Regions from separate parts of the Mus musculus genome. Here region 2 is linked to region 1. The links are chromatin contacts, called in public HiChIP or PLAC-seq maps. All regions are on one chromosome and are shown on one strand. The core of a region is the stretch at or near the end of the contact, and the rest is flanking DNA. Distances in the headings are between cores, read along the strand shown.

Evidence for each region. HiChIP or PLAC-seq counts read pairs in DNA pulled down with a chosen protein or histone mark.
Region 2: an H3K4me3 HiChIP or PLAC-seq map of bone marrow-derived macrophages shows a contact between it and region 1, with 4 times the contacts expected there. The contact joins two enhancer-like sites. A contact is called at or near these places in 2 of 115 datasets of contacts at active chromatin or transcription factors (bone marrow-derived macrophages and large pre-B cells).

What each region holds. Positions count from the first base shown.
Region 1 is chr11:20,551,655-20,555,193 of GRCm38.p6, forward strand. It overlaps a transcript of Sertad2 not described here. Among named protein-coding and RNA genes, the nearest start is that of Gm32142, 75 kb to the left of the region's middle. Within about 2 kb of position 1,302, at least 70 of the 459 cell types and tissues checked have an H3K27ac peak or open chromatin away from gene starts, as enhancers often do. A contact at or near this core is called in bone marrow-derived macrophages, where this site is marked.
Region 2 is chr11:21,423,704-21,427,449 of GRCm38.p6, forward strand. No RefSeq gene overlaps it. Among named protein-coding and RNA genes, the nearest start is that of Ugp2, 55 kb to the left of the region's middle. Within about 2 kb of position 1,983, at least 61 of the 459 cell types and tissues checked have an H3K27ac peak or open chromatin away from gene starts, as enhancers often do. A contact at or near this core is called in bone marrow-derived macrophages, where this site is marked.

The DNA.
Region 1 (3,539 bases), core at 52-2,551:
AACAGCAGATGCCCTACCACCGAGCTATACCTCCAGACCCAAATATGTATTTCAAAGTACTATGTCCATAAAAATCTTGTGAGGAAAAAAAAAAAAATCCCAAGGACCACAGTCTTTGACTTGGTAGGAATATTTACTGATTTCTCAAACTTCTTGACATTATTCAGACATCACAAGTCAGAAGTCCTTAGTCCCATTAAATAAAATAAATAGGTCTTCCTTTTGAGACTGGATCTCAAACACATTATGTTGCCCAGGCTGGCCTTGAACTTGCTTTTAGTCAGGCTGACCTGGGACTCCTGTGTCAACCCTCTCAGTGAATGCAGGAATCACAGATGTGCACCAGCAAGACTGCCTGGCTCTGACTTAGAAAACAGTCTGTTGCTATTTTTAAAATGTAATTTAATTCATCTTTAACTTAATTTAATTTTATGTGTATAGGCATTTTGTCTGCATGTCCATCTGTGCAGCCTGAATGTCTGGTGCCTGTGGAAGCCATAAGAAAGCATCAAATCCTTTGGAGTTGGAGTTATAGGTGGTTGTGAGCCACCCTGTCAGTGCTGCGGATTTGACACAGGTCCTCTGGAAGAGCAACCAGTGCTCTTAACTGCTGAGTCATCTTTCTAGTTCCTGTTGTACATTTTATTTAATGCAAATAAAATTAGACACATTGTATTCTGGAGTCCCTAATGTGGACCAGCTAGGCAGGGTGGGGTTGCAGAGCGGAAAGGACAGGCATATTCCCACTCTAGAACAGGTTCCAGAGGGTTTGGGGGAAGTCAGAGCTTGGTAGCAGCCACAATTAACCTTTGCACACTGATGCAATGATAACAGGAAAGAATCTTAATGTAGATTTCATGTCCTTTGTTTTTGTATAAAGAGAATCCCGATTCCGACCACAAAATCCATTTGAGTAAGCAATTTGTATTTGAATTTGAGTTGGGACTTCAAAACATAACAATGTCAGTTTCTCCCAGAAATCATGAATCTTCCTTATTTATTAACCCTGGAAAACTTTATGATGACCATGGTCTGGAGTGTTTCCTAGATTTTTTTTTTTAATTGGACTTTTTAAGTTGTTTTCTCCTGTCCCTTTGTTTCCTTTGTGACCAAGCCAAAAATTAAAAAAATAAAAATAAAAATTGGTAACAATGAATGTTTCACAATGGGAATGTAGCCACTTAGTTGTCCCAGCAATATTAAACAGTTAACAAGAGAACCTTGAGTTTGCTTTGCCTGCTTACAGTGGGAGCTAAGGCTGCAGTCTCAGTGACTGCAGTTTTGTCATTTCCTGCACAAATGAAACTGATAGTGTCAGTTTCATCTCGAATAACAAAGTGAATATATCTATGTTCTATAAAGTAGCATTACATGCAGTGATCATCGTGAGTTAGTTTCATGTTTATGAATATTTAGTATTTGTCCTAGGTTCTTGGGAGTATAGTAAGACACAGCGTCTTCCCAGTGATGCCTATAGTGCACTAGAGACAAAAGAGCCCTGCAATGAAATTAGTCCTTTATGTTTGGCCGTATGTGACGTAGCATAGTGCAAAGTCTGGTTGGTGTGTGCTGCAGCGGTAACACAAGTCCTAGATCAAAGGGACCCGCCCTCTAGAAGTTCTGGGTAGCCTTCTCTGGAATCCAGCCTTCCTTTAAGTCTAAGTAACATTGGTTAGAAGGCTTTTGTGTCTTGAACAAAGAATAGTTTCTTCTGCAGCTACCACACAGACTCTCAGTAGGGAAGCAGTGAAAAATGGAGCAGGCCTCACTGTCCCCAAGGGAAGCAGAAATTGCACCTGTGAACAGAGGTTTTAGACACAGTTTGAATGTATTTTAGGTTCCTGAGTCAAAAGTAAATACATGAAAGGCCCGAGGCTGGGAACCCTTGAAACATCAGTGAAGGTGCTGTAGTCAAGGGGAGTTCCCTGAAGAAGGGTGAACAGGCAGCCTTTTGCCAGCTACTAAAGTGCCTTCTCTCCAGCTTTGCCTAGAATAGTCCTGTCTGCCAGGTGGGTATGTCTACACCTAATTTGGCTAACTTAAGAAGTCTGAGTATATTGCTATAATTTATAAGTAATCTTTCTAAATTATTTTGCTTTGAAATTTAGCAGACAGGCCTGTTACTTTTTTTTTTTTAACGTTGTTATTTAGTGCTGGAACTGGACCGAAGGCCTTATGCATGCTAGGCAAGCACTTCCACCCAGCAGGGTTCTAGCCTTCGATTTAAATTCAAACACAATACTGTGTGAACCGTGGGTTTGTTGAATTTTTTTCTGAGTGTTTTGAAATGCTAACATTATTTTTAGATCACATATGTTTCTTTATTTGGAACTATGTCTAAGATAGGATAATATAATGCATTCCTGTCTCTTAGATTTAAATTTGGGGATAAAAGTACAAAATCTCACAGTTTATCTGTTAATGAAAGTTTTTAGACACTTTTGTGGAGACTTAAAATAACCCTTAAAGAGTTTCTCTTCCTGCAGAGTTTATTGTCCCTCTTATGTCTGATTGAAACCCCCCATCTAGAATAGTTATGTGCATTATCTGTTGTAAATGAATTCAAGGATGTGTGTGTGTGCACAGTGTGTAGCCTAACATGATGTTGTATGATGGCTGTAATCCTAGCACTTAGGAGGTGAAGGCAGAAGGATCAGGAGTTCGAAGCCATCCTCAGTTACATAGTGAGTTTGAGACTAGCCTGGACTGTGTGAAGCACTGTTTCAATACCAAAAGCAACAAGCTGCCATGGGGGTCAGTAGTAGAACATGTGCCTAGCATGTGTGAAGTCCTGGGTTGGATCCCCGGCAGTACCCATCTCTAAAGACAGAGAGACTGGCCAGGGAGGGAGGGAGGGAGAAGGGAGAGAGTGAGCTTGAGAGAGAGGGAGTTTACCAAATTGATTCCCATGGTCCATGCCTGTAATCCATGTTACTTGAATGTCTGAGATGAGAGGATTGAGTTAAAAAAAAAAAAAAACAACAACCTAGGAAAGACAGCAGACACCCTATATCGAAATAAACATTTCCAAATTCAGTATTTTAAAAACATGTTCTAAATGTATAATCAATAAAACCGTTTTTAAAGCCACCTAGGTTGTAAGGTACATTTTTATGACAATCTCTATTATCAGAATTTTTGTTCTGTTTCTTTCCTTCCCTAACAAGATCTCATTGCTTCTCACTCTTTTGGCTAAGATCAAGTGAGGAGATAGGGTCTTACTGTATATAGCCCAGGCTGTCCTGGGACTCAGTATGTAGCCCAGGCTAGCCTTGAGTTCTAGGTGTCCTCCTTCCTTAGCTTCCCAAGTGCTGGGTAACATGAGAACAACCACCCCTGTCCGTGAAGCAGGGTTTGAGTTTGTGACTTAATCGTTTCTCTCTTATGTAACTTTTAGTCATGTGTGTTTCCTACCTTGCCACACAAACACATTTAAAATAAGAAAAACAAATGGAACTGAGGAGGCACAGAGGAACGCGTGCTTCAAATTCCTGTATCAGATGGACCTTGGAGGGCTTCTCTTCATATATAAGACTCAC
Region 2 (3,746 bases), core at 733-3,232, 870 kb after region 1:
ACATCATCAGAAAGATTGACAGATGGAAAAGCTCCGTAAAAGGCTTCCGACTCCTGGCACCTGGCTGCTGGCACCTGGCTCACACCTTGTGTGCACTTCCCTCTTGGCAAGCAACGGAAACCATTTCTGTAGGCTCCCCCTTTTCATAGAAATTTATTGCAAATTTCTGCCTTATTTTTCTTTCTTAGGCAGGTTCTCATTATGTAGCCCTGGGTGGCTTGGGATTGTAGATGTGTACCATGTGGCTTTGTTTTGTAATTTTTAGTAGCAAAATATGTAAAGACTTCTCCTCTTTCTTCTACCATTTCAGTAATCTACTTTAAAATTACAGAACTGAAAAAGTTTTCCCCAACTGTCATTAAAAGCAGTGACAATTAAAGAATATGTGATAAGATACTATTTTAAAAAATGAGCATTCAGGCTGGAGAGATGGATCAACAGTTAAGCACACTGGTTGCTCTTCCAGAGTTCCTGAGTTCAATTCCCAGCAACCACATGGTGACTCACAACCATCTGTAATGGGATCTGATACCCTCTTCTGACACGCAGATGTACATGCAGATAGAGCACTCATATACCTAAAATAAATAAATAGAATAAATCTTAAAATTTTTTTAGCATTCATTCATTCATTCATTCATTATCAGAGTACCCAGTTCAGAGGCCTAATAAAAAAATTAAAGAGCATAGTGTTGGGTTATATATTTAGATCTTACAGAAGTTGAATCTCAAGTTCTATCAATCTCTAAATCATGTAACAGAAGAGTTCCTTGTTTTAACAGCTAACCTTGTTGGTTTCTGTTAGCATTTTGTCTAGGCTCCACCCCTTAGTTACCAGGCCACAACTAGGTTCCCCCCCCTCTTTCTTGCTCTCTTGTTCCTGTTCTGTCCCCAGTTCCCCCTCTCTCTCCACATACTCATGGCTGGCCTTTACTCCTCTTCTCTCTCTCTCTCTCTCTCTCTCTCTCTCTCTCTCTCTCTCTCTCTCTCTCTCTGCCTTTCTCTGTGTCTACTACTCTCTACTACCCCATACCCTGTGGCTGGTCTCTCAGGGGGAAGGGATGCCTCAGCATGGGTCCTCAGAGGCACCCCTTTCCCTTATACCTGACTGCATATCCACCAAAAATATTATTCTCTCCTTATCCACACAGAAGTGGCAAACCCTGTTGAGACCCATGATCTTAAGTATAAAATGTATTTTAACGGCAACCAGCCAATGAGGTGCCGAGATGCATGTCAGAATAGGATGCTGATGGAGGCACAGGAAATCCTAAGAATGTTTGGGTGCCATCTCCATTTAACAAATGAGTAGGAGAGCAACCTACTGACCTCAACTGTAATCATGTCAGGATGTTTCTATGAATCTGCTGCAGGAAAATGTGATTGGCCTCTGGCGTCCACGGGTTCAGGGTACTAAGCTAGAGTTTACACCTGTATCCTCTGGATAGTCCTAAGGCCTGGGCCATGTAACAAAGGTCCTTCTTGCCAGACAGGAGTGTTCTTTAGCAAAGATTGTTTTAAGAAAAACGGTTTGTTTGTTTGTTTGTTTTGTTTTTTTGGTATTTTGGATTTTGGTTTTACTTTCTGTAGGATGGTTAGAAGGACCATCATGCTTTCTCTATTCTTCTAAGCAGCCATAGCATTACCTCTCCCCTCCCTTGTCAGCCAAAGAGAAATAATTACTCCGCAAATCCTATAAAAAAAAATCCTGCCAGCTGTAACTGGCTAGTGGGTAGAAAGCCCCAGTTTCTTAGTGAAAACTCCAATTGAACACCACGTGGGCATACAGAGACCACCACGTCCCTTTTGTCATTCTCTGCTAGTTCTAGTATGCCCAACAGGATGGCAAAGTCCTGACTGCACATCAGCGATGAGAAAACGTAGTTCTTCTGGAGATTCATCAACAGTCATATCATTGGCTCTAGGCAGAATGTGCTCAGCGTTGTCACTGAAGAGGCAGCCGCAATAGTTCCTCTTGGCAAACTCCAGTGCCAGCTTTATGGTTCTGCCAAGTTCTGTGGTAAACACTGGAGCAAAGTCCCATGGGTGGGAGAGGAAAATGCCCCATGTGTCTCCCAGAAGCTGTAGAGACATGGCAGCCTGGAGGCATCTCTCATGAAGGGATTGCATTAGACACAGCTCTGTGGAGACATCACAAGGAGAGTGGTTTCTATACTCTCCACCCCAAAGTCAGAGAAATGCACTGTCACTTCTGAGTTCATCAAATCCTTGTTTCTCAGAGAAACCCTTCCTCTTCCTCTTCCTGCTCTTGTTCCTCCTCCCAGCCACTCCCCCTCTTTTGGTGTTTTGAGACATGCTAATCATGTGTCCCAGGCTCACCTCAAATCTGCTATGTAGCTGTGCATGTCCTTGAAGTTCTGACCTTCCTGTCTTGTCACCTGGATCTAAAACATCTTCTGAAGAAGTGCTGTCACCTTGCGAGTGTCTTCTTTCAGTGCCCCTCTTAGTTCATGTACTGAAGCACATCATCGCCATCATATGTTAAGTCTCTCTCCTCAGGAGAGGGAAGATAGCAGCTCACCACACCATAGCACATCTCTCAAATACAGGCACTGAATTCCAACCATTGCTTCTCTTCTCCCTCCCACAACCTCAGCCCTTACTGGTCTTCGTTCCCAAAGCCCGAATTATTGTTATTGGTTTTCTGCTTTTGTAATGAATGAAAATCTTGTCACCCTTTGGCCCTGAGAAGTAGAAAATTCGTAGTTTTAATTTTACATTAAGAAATTAAATACAGGACAGGCAAGATAGCTCAGCCGACAAAGGGCATTGCTGCTAGGCTGGAAGGAGAGAGTAGGCTTCTACATATCGTTCTATGACCTCCACTAGCCTATTATGGCATGCATGTGTGCATATGAGTGGTTTTGCACACACACACATACATAGAGAGAGAGAGAGAGAGAGAGAGAGAGAGAGAGAGTAAATGTAATTTCAAAGAATTTAAATTCAAACAGACATATGAACAGACATGGATTAGTTTTGTTCTGCAGACCACCATTTTCATGACTTCTTTTCTTAAAGGGCAGTACAGCACTTTTCTATGGAAAGTACATTTTTGTGTGTGAAGCATGAAAAATTTTAATCTTGAGCTCTATAGCTGTCAGAGAAATGAATGGCTGTTCTGTTTTGAAATGGAACTCAACAAATAGAAGGACTGGGTATACCTCCTCTCCTGTTGGACTCCTCTTTGTGAGTCTGGTGTCTAGGCAGCTGGAATAATTTCTCTTTGGGATCTGGTGCAAACTGTGGATTTTATGCCTAAGTCTGAAAGTCCTCCTGCTTAGGACTGGAAGGTGTTCTGTATACCCAGAACTCAATGCAGAGAATTGCAGTGTGCTTCTTTACAAAGTCAGCCATGTAAAAATGAACAGTGGCATTCCATATGTTCGTACACAGTTCTGTCACTTGTGACAGAATCCTGTGGCTTCCACCATGCCCTTGCAATATCAACTTTCTTCCTGTCTTCGTATTTACCTGCTCTATATAGAAATGGAATCACACAATACGTGATCCTTTGTGTCTGTTTTTCATATAGAGTAGTTTCAGCTTTGTCTACATGGAAGCAGGTGTCAGCACCCCATTCCTTTCATGTCTCAGTTGAATGCTATTTCACTGTGTGTTGCATCCAAGGCTTGTTTATCCATTCCGCCACCAACAAGTACCTGGATTGTTTCCACTTTTTAGCTGTTGTAAATGGGGTCAATACGAATGTTTGGGTGGCAGTA